Linked DNA regions of Mus musculus: all the other regions are linked to region 2. A link is a contact called in public promoter capture Hi-C data. All regions are on one chromosome and are shown on one strand. The core of a region is the stretch at or near the end of the contact, and the rest is flanking DNA. Distances in the headings are between cores, read along the strand shown.

Evidence for each region. Capture Hi-C pulls out chosen DNA fragments and counts their contacts.
Region 1: a promoter capture Hi-C map of adipose tissue shows a contact between it and region 2. The contact joins two enhancer-like sites. A contact is called at or near these places in 3 of 484 Hi-C or Micro-C datasets (epidermal suprabasal cells, mammary gland and nephron progenitors), 4 of 115 datasets of contacts at active chromatin or transcription factors (bone marrow-derived macrophages and embryonic stem cells) and 3 of 9 other capture datasets (adipose tissue, liver and pancreatic islet).
Region 3: a contact with region 2 is called in a promoter capture Hi-C map of adipose tissue. The contact joins two enhancer-like sites. A contact is called at or near these places in 5 of 39 promoter capture datasets (the HPC-7 cell line, HPC-7-derived erythroid cells, the SN4741 cell line and 2 more), 2 of 484 Hi-C or Micro-C datasets (bone marrow-derived macrophages and macrophages), 8 of 115 datasets of contacts at active chromatin or transcription factors (bone marrow-derived macrophages, cardiomyocytes, extraembryonic endoderm stem cells and 4 more) and 4 of 9 other capture datasets (adipose tissue, liver, macrophages and 1 more).

The regions. Positions count from the first base shown.
Region 1 is chr2:60,088,258-60,090,957 of GRCm38.p6, reverse strand. The region is part of intron 1 of Baz2b (bromodomain adjacent to zinc finger domain, 2B); the gene reads left to right. Among named protein-coding and RNA genes, the nearest start is that of Gm13570, 9.1 kb to the left of the region's middle. Within about 2 kb of position 1,252, at least 62 of the 459 cell types and tissues checked have an H3K27ac peak or open chromatin away from gene starts, as enhancers often do. A contact at or near this core is called in adipose tissue and pancreatic islet, where this site is marked.
Region 2 is chr2:60,220,101-60,222,800 of GRCm38.p6, reverse strand. All of the region lies in intron 1 of Marchf7 (membrane associated ring-CH-type finger 7), which reads right to left. Among named protein-coding and RNA genes, the nearest start is that of Marchf7, 12 kb to the right of the region's middle. Within about 2 kb of position 1,395, at least 19 of the 459 cell types and tissues checked have an H3K27ac peak or open chromatin away from gene starts, as enhancers often do. A contact at or near this core is called in adipose tissue and pancreatic islet, where this site is marked.
Region 3 is chr2:59,987,963-59,990,662 of GRCm38.p6, reverse strand. All of the region lies in intron 4 of Baz2b (bromodomain adjacent to zinc finger domain, 2B), which reads left to right. Among named protein-coding and RNA genes, the nearest start is that of Gm13572, 48 kb to the left of the region's middle. Within about 2 kb of position 1,427, at least 7 of the 459 cell types and tissues checked have an H3K27ac peak or open chromatin away from gene starts, as enhancers often do. A contact at or near this core is called in adipose tissue, where this site is marked.

The sequences.
Region 1 (2,700 bases), core at 3-2,502, 130 kb after region 2:
GCAATCAGTGCTCTTACTTGCTGAGCTATCTCGACAGCCCCAATCATTCTTTTTGTTTTGTTTTAATTAATTTATTTATTTTGTGTATCTGAGTACACTGTTGCTGTCTTCAGACACACCAGAAGAGGGCATCAAATCCCATTACAGATGGTTGTGAGCCACCATGTGGTTGCTGGGAATTGAACTCAGGACCTCTGGAAGAGCAGTCAGCGCTCTTCCAGCACTGAGCCATCTCTTCAGCCACCCCCTTCCCCCATCATTCTTATAGTTTCCAAATTTTTAACTTTTTTTAGAGTCAAGGAAACATGGTGGAAGTTGTATGCAGCAGAGGGGAGCCTAGAAGCCCGAGAAGACTTGCCTGCTAGAAGAATGACGTGCTCTTTGACTATTTGCTGAGTTACAGAATCAGGGGAGGAGGAAAATCGACACGTAGCAATGGGTCAATAAGAGGAGGACAAAGGGAAAGGCAGGGAGCTGCTTGTCATTCTTAATTGCATGCATCACTGCCTGTCTGGTGTGCATCCTATCTAAATCCCACTGTATGCAGCCAAGTAAAAGCTGTGCGTGGCGTTCTTTTTATCCCCCACAGCTGTGTGTGGATCACTTAGAAGGACATTGTTTTCATCTCATGAGAGACATCATTACATAATATTTTCAACATGACAGCCTTTATTATAAAATAATGTCTCCAAAGAAATTTTAATTTAGTTATCTATATGTAGTATATTCTCCTCAGATTCTCAGTAGTTCTCAAATAACCCTTTAACTAGCCACATCTTCTATTCATTTATTTTCCAGCCGCCAGGACAGTTTCGTGTATTTATTAGGTGCTTATTAATAATTAACCATGCTTCTGTAGCTTTGCATCATCGTTTTCCTCAGCAGACAGATGTGCTGCCCTGGTTCACTAAATGCAGGCGTTTGATATCATCTCCTGCAGGTTGCAGTGCCCCCTCTGCACTCCTTCACGGGGACTCTCTTACAGAGGTTCGTGTATGCTGCTGCATCTTGGACCTTTTCTGCTTTGTTACCTTGCACATGCCTTTGTCCTCATGATTCCAGGAAAAACCTTGCAGGCGTGGGTACTATTAAAATTTGCTTGCTGAATTCAGCTCTCTAGTGCTTTCCCAGCAGCGTTGTTTTAAAACATGTTTGTCCTGCTGCCTTTCCTGTGACCCTTCACTTTATTATTTAGCTTTGTGAAAACGGAGCCCTCCATTCTTACAACTCCCCCTGCGTCACTTCCGGTTCGGTGATCCCTCTCCAGCGTTCTGCTCCGCAGTGCTGGGCACTGTAATGTCCTTGGTTCCTGCCCCTTTCCTCCCAACTGCCCATTGAGCCTAGAGCCTCAAAGCTGCTTAAATTATTCTGCACTATGAACCTTTCATCTTGCCTTTCAGAGACCAGATCCCAACAATTGCCCCACACCGGTGATAGTTGAGCCCCTAACTTAGTCTGTGTTTTGATTTTCCTGTCCTATCCCCGACTTCGAAGTTCTTTCCAGTGGTTAGAGTGACTCTGAAAGGGCAATAAAGCCAGGCTCACCATTCTTAGTCAAGCATACCGTCTGGGAGCGGGAGTCTATCCAATCCATTTGTTGGGGCTTTCCTGGTCTTCTGTGATCTCTGCTTCCCTTTTCTACAGTTTCAACTTCCTCTATACCAGCCCCGCACTTTCTGGTATTATATTATATTATATTTATTTTTGTTGTTTTTAAAAACCCCAGGACTTCCCACGCGGAAGCCATGGCGTGTGTTCATCTCCTCATCCTGGCTTTGTCCTGGTCACAAGATTTGCCTTCCTTGCCATTCCTCCCTGTCCTTGTTATTCAGCATCATACTTAGACTGTAAACTTTATAAAGACAGACTCGTCTTGTGCCTGCTACAGGTCCAGCAGGGTCACATAGACAGTCAGTACTCACTAGCCAGGCATGATGGTGCATGCCTGTAGTCCCAGCACTCTGAAGGGCTGTGAGCGTTAGTCAAGTGGAAACTTAAGGGCTCTTTGGAAAGTTGGTTGGATGTGTTTTGCTGGGGCAAACTTGAGAAGGAACGTTTTGTTAAAGTGGACACAAGTGTGAAAGGCTAAGGCAGACTCATGAAGGAACATTTCGCTGAAGCAGACACAGGAGACAGGTAGTTCTGTGAAAGCAAGCCCATGAAAGGGCACGCGGTGAAGGATTCTTTGCTAATGACAGGCATGTATTGGTCTGCCTTACATTGCGTAGTTGAGTTCCAGTTGTTGGGACTGCAGACTCGGGCTGATTAGGCGCACAAGCTGAGGCAAGACATGTGGAGGATAAGTGATGTTTGGAGGGTATAAATAGGTCTCCACAGAGTGATGGAGACAGAGCTTGGCTTGCTGGTAAAGCTAGCTGTGCTACACTTGTGGGTCGCTCAGTCTTTGCTGATCTTTGTTTGCCAAAGAGAAGCACAGAGCTTCTGGCGTTCCTGTTGGTCCCTCCTGCTGACTTGAGCTGAGGCAGAGGCTGAGGCCTGGCTGGCTCTGCTAGGTCGTGTCACTGCTGTTGCTAACTCTGGTTACTGGACTGCTGGTGTATCTGTGAAGTGTTTGCAAGTGGATCGAGCTGCCGCTGCCTGCTGACCTGTGAACTGAACTGCTGATTTCCAGACAACACAGACAGGAGTTGCTCCAAAGAATCTTTCTAAGCAGGTCCACTTCCTCTGTATTCTTTTTTT
Region 2 (2,700 bases), core at 146-2,645:
TCTGTCTCTCTCTCTCTCTCTCTCTCACACACACACACACACACACACACACACACGAAAAATAGTACACACACACACACACACACACACACACACACGAAAAATAGTAAAGACAACTCCTGAGGAGTTATAACCAGAGTTGGCCCCCGAGTGTGTCTTTGGAGAAACAGAACCTCATAATCTTCCCAGCTCCATTCCCTCAAAGACAAAATATTTAATCACTGGGGGTGGCTTCAGGACTACCCACAGGTACTACTCTCGACTACCACCATAACAATTATTCATGTATTTTCACGAATGGATCAGTTAATCCATTTAACTGATTTTTAATACTTTTAATATTAAAGTTAATATTTTTAATAATCTAAAAATTTTAACAATCTGTAGACTTGATAAATATTAAAGTTAATATTTTTAATAATCTATTTAAAAATTTTAACAATCTGTAGACTTGATATTGAAACCCAAAGTCTCTTTTCTGGTCCTGTATCTCCAAATATTGTCTGGAAATTTACAATTCCCTATTCTTAAATCACTAAAAAAATGTAAGAGGTCAGGGTAGAAGTGACAGCTCAGCAGTTATGAGGCTTGCTGTTTTTATAGAGGATCTGGGTTCCACTCCCAGCACCCACATCATAATTCATAAGCACCTGCAGGCATGTGTGGCACAAATATATACATGTAGGCAAATACTCATGCACATAAAATAGACCTAAACATTTTAAAACAGAAACAAAATCAGAAGATTTCTAAATAATAAAACATTTGGAACACTCCCAAAACCTAAGGCACCATGTGTAGCTAACGTAAGAATGCTTTGCCGGTCACATATGAGGAGAGAAGGAAGGGCAGGCAGACAAAAATCAACCAAGCTTACCCAAACTATCTGTCCCCCAAGTCCATTAGTTATCAAAAGTAGCAAACCTGCTCTTTCTTAATAACAAGGAAGACATCAAACATTAACTACTCAATTAATTGATATTATATAAAAGACAAAAATAAAACAATAGTGACCATAAAAAGAACTTACAGATAAGAGAAGGAAATTGTGGAGAAAAGGTCTGATCATCATCCTCTAAGGGCTCAAAATAAGATGTGTAAGAATATGCAACAAAGATTCTAAGAGTTGTAATGATTTTAAATGCAATATATGTAAAAATGAGAAACACTGAAAGGGACCAAGCATAAAAACTGAAACCAAACCAAAGAAAACATTACTCTTCTCCTCACTGCTGTGAGAAAACAAAGCAACAGAAGCCACTGACAAGAAGCGACTGCAGAGAGGAGGGAGACTATTCCCTCACAGTTTAAGGGATACAGTCTACCGTAGCGGCAGCAGGAGCTAACCCAGCTGGTCACGAACATTAGTGACGGTCACCTTGCAAAGCCAGCCAAGTGACTCATTGCCTCCAGCAAGGCCCCAGTTCCCAGAGGACCCACCTTTCAACACAACTCCAGGTGGGAACTAACTGTTCTAATACAACAAATATCTACCATCATATATCTATATATCACCATCATATATCGTGACACTAATTCCAGGTCCTAGTTACTAAACCCAAAATAAAAGACCCAGAACAGAAGTGATTTACTGCTTTGTTTACACTCTTCTAACGCCAGGGCTGAAGTTGCTTGCTTGTTCTACGTGAAGTTAGCTCTGTGGAGTATGTACTCTTCACTGTCAGGGAGGGAAAGGCTCTCACGATGATGACCATTCCCAAGTTCACTTACCTGATCCTCCGTTCCCGCCTCTAACATACATTTTAAGGGTTATTTTTGTGGGCCAATCAGATGGCTTAGTGAGTAAAGATGCCTAACCTGACAGCCTGGGTCTGGTCTCTCAGATTCATATGGTAGAGAGACCGGTCTCTCTCAAGTTGCCCTGACCTCCATACATGCATGCACTCACACATGTATAAAAAAATAGATTAATGTAAAATATTTTTTACAAAGGCCACTGTGATTATCTGGGAATGGAGGTATGCTTCTACTTGAGTGGCTAATATTTAGTCATGATAGTATTAAGACCATACTGAATTTTACTATGAGATGGGAGAATTTAAGGAAAAAGGACAATGATAAAAAAAAAAATTGCATGAAAAACATCCTGAATTAGTTCTGTAAACAAATCTTATAGAGTATGAAGGTAAACAAATCCTGAGTGGGTGGGGGAACAATATTGAAATGACTGATTTCCTTCTAAGTAAGATAGACGCACATACTTCATTTACCTAGAAAAGTCTAAGTTTATGATCTGCAAACTCCTAACTTAGGATTATCACGCCAAGATAAGTTTGTCTGAAGACAAGCAACACACCTTATAACTCTGGCTGTCCTAAAACTCATTCTGTAGACTAGCCTGGCCTCAAACTCAAGAGACTGCGAGAGTGCTGGGATGAAGTACTAATGCCCACCCCCACCCCCGGGATACTTAAGTACGCACACTTTTTAAACTGCAGCTGTTGGATAGTAAAGGCTATAGTCATCTAACTCAGAAACCTTCCCACCACCTGTTTTTTGTCATTTACATGCTTATTTGCTAAGTCCATACAAAACTGTTCATTACAAAGTAAAATTTTGCATTGTAAATTTAAAGACATTCATGATCACTGATATTTGTAAGTTTATCAACGAGTCTTCAGCACTAAGAAGCAAAAGCTTTTAACAAGCAGATGTGTTACTTTTTCAAGGTAGCTACAA
Region 3 (2,700 bases), core at 178-2,677, 230 kb after region 2:
AGGTTGAACTCAAGGACCTAAGCATGTCTGGAATGTTATTTTACCTTTTACTAGTAGAACTTTGTCCTTTTTGTTGGAGACTTTAGTAGTAAGTTACTGAAGAAAAATAGTATGTCCAAATCAGTTAAGTGATACTGGTAACTAACCCTGTATTAGGGTTAGAGTGTATCTTCTTGTTACAAAGAAAAAAGGTGTGTTGGGGCCCAAATCACAGTGCTTCAGCATGTTCTCTTACTTGGAGATGGGCTCTTACAGTCGTCTCTGGTTTAACAGGAAGTCAGTGAGTAGCCCCTTCTCTGCAGTGACTGTGCCCTCCTACACGGCATGTCCCGTGAGGACAGAGGACAATACCTGAGGCTAGCAGAGACCATGGGGCAGATGCTTTCTTAGTGCTCCAGAGGTAGCCCAGGGCACATGGCCCTGCCATCATGCTTGCTGGCTTAAGCCTCTAGCAGGAGGGTCTGTTTTAAACTACCTGGCTGCAGTAAGCTATGAGGGCAGCCCTAGCAGTATGCTCTTTGTGGTTTTGAAAGCTGGTTATAATAGTTTCTATTCATTGTGGGGAAACATTTTCTTGCTTATTGAAAAAAAACGTTCTTTGAAATTATTCTCAGTTATTTTTTCCTTTTAATAATAAAGCAGTGTTTGAATGTTTTAAATGTATATCAAATATGTGGGGTTTTAAATTAGCATTTTAACTTCTTTCAGTAGATTTAATAAAAATGTTTGTAACAAAGAAGAAATTATTCTAACCTCTTAGATTGAAGTGGCACAAGTTAATAGCTTTTGTTTCCAAAGCAACCCATGATTTTACTGACTTGTTTTTCTGGTTTAAAAAAAAAAAACAAAACAAAACACTGAAGAGAAATAGTTAACTTCACAGTGGAGAATCCTGGCAGGCAGCAGCTTAGTGACAAAATTAACATCAGCGGTGCTGCAAAGAAACATGGGCCTTGAGTATCCTGCTCTGAGAGAGGGCCATTGAGTGTCATCCTCAAAGAGGTAGAACTTCTAATTGTTACAAAGCATTAGACGAACCCCAATCTCTGGTTTATATTCATCATTGAAGCACAAGACAAAAGTTGTAGCTGACTGAAGAAAGCTAAAAGCACAAAGTTCAATGTAATAAAGGATTCTTGAATCTTGGGACAAGGAATGGTGTTAATAGGAAATAGGATTAATGCCAATAATTTTTTGCCTAGTTAAGGTTAATTTCTTGGCTTTGAAGATTGATCTATAGTTGTATGTAAGATATTAGCATAGGAGGGGCTATGGAAAAGGAACATAGGGACTTGCTGTTACTTTTTCAGTTTTTGTGATTATAAAATAATCTCAGAATAAGTACTTAAATAAAAATAAGCTAGGTTGGTCATGCATGTTGTAATCCCTGAGTTGAGACACTGAAGCAGAAAGGCTCCAGAACATTGGCACATACTAAGTCCAAGAACTAAGCCACATACTGAGTCCAAGGCTAGTGTGTGCTACGTTATGAATTCCTGTCTCAAGAAAGAAAATAAATGAATGACTAGAATCTACTTGTATTCCATACATCTTTCTAAATATTAAGACATAAGGCTGCAGTGGCTCCAAATAAGAGAATACAAGAATGAAATGAAGATTATTTGTGGAAAAATGTTCTGTCCACACGAACTAAAGAATTCTTTTTGTTGTTTGTTCATTAAAGTTCAAATTTATATCTCCCTTACTTTGAGTTTCAAATACGTAAGCATTGAAATGGTTAAGAATTCAATGTATTAACTGATAATTGAGTTATTCCATTGATAGCATTTCAGTTATGTTTGTTTTGACCTATATGCTCCCTTATTGCTGATCTATATGGGGTGTAGCTGAATGAATGCCAGTTTCTAGGATGAGCAGTGCTGTGCAGATTACAAGCCAGAGACTGATTCCGCAGTGATGTAAATCACGTCAGCAGTGTAAAGATGTAGGCCTGGAGCAGCAGCTCTGTGCAGCATTGAAAGATCGAGAGCAGCTCTGGCACGCAGAAAAACAACCTGTATAGAAAGCTCTCATTGGGTTTTGTTGTTTCTGTTTTTAAAGATTAGATGTTTCCCATACTGGTTTCTTATATCAGCTATGTTTACTGTTGACTTTTGGACTTTTACACAGTGATAGGAGACTTTGCACACAGGCACTTTAGGCTCGGGATTACTTCAGTCTGTCTGTGTATCGTTCTTTGCTTCCGGTGAGGTGGAAAGACCTTATTGTTCACGGAGAGTAACAAACGTGCTTGGTAACAAAGACTTTTATAATACCATTCCTCATGACTGACACATTGGCGTTTGTGTGTCACCTGATAGACTTGAAAAGTTGTGCTAAAAACTATCCAGCTTATCATTTAAGAATCTTAACATTGCCACTGTACATACATTTTCATTATCTAAGTTGTCCATGGTTATGTATCATCAGTTAAAACAAAAACTAAAAGTGAAATAACATTTGCACGCACAGCATGCAGTCTGAGCATCTTCGGTCAAAGGAGTAATACTGCCTTAATCGTCTAAGTGTGCAGACATTTTCTCTAAGAAAACTCGTTTTTAATCAGGATACTTTGATTTGGGAGCATATATCAACATTAGGTATATAGATGTAGAAAAAAATTACTGTTCCAAAACTAGAACTTTCTAATATTCAGATACGCTCGTTCTATATTCAGGGAGTTCCTCGATCCTCTGTGAC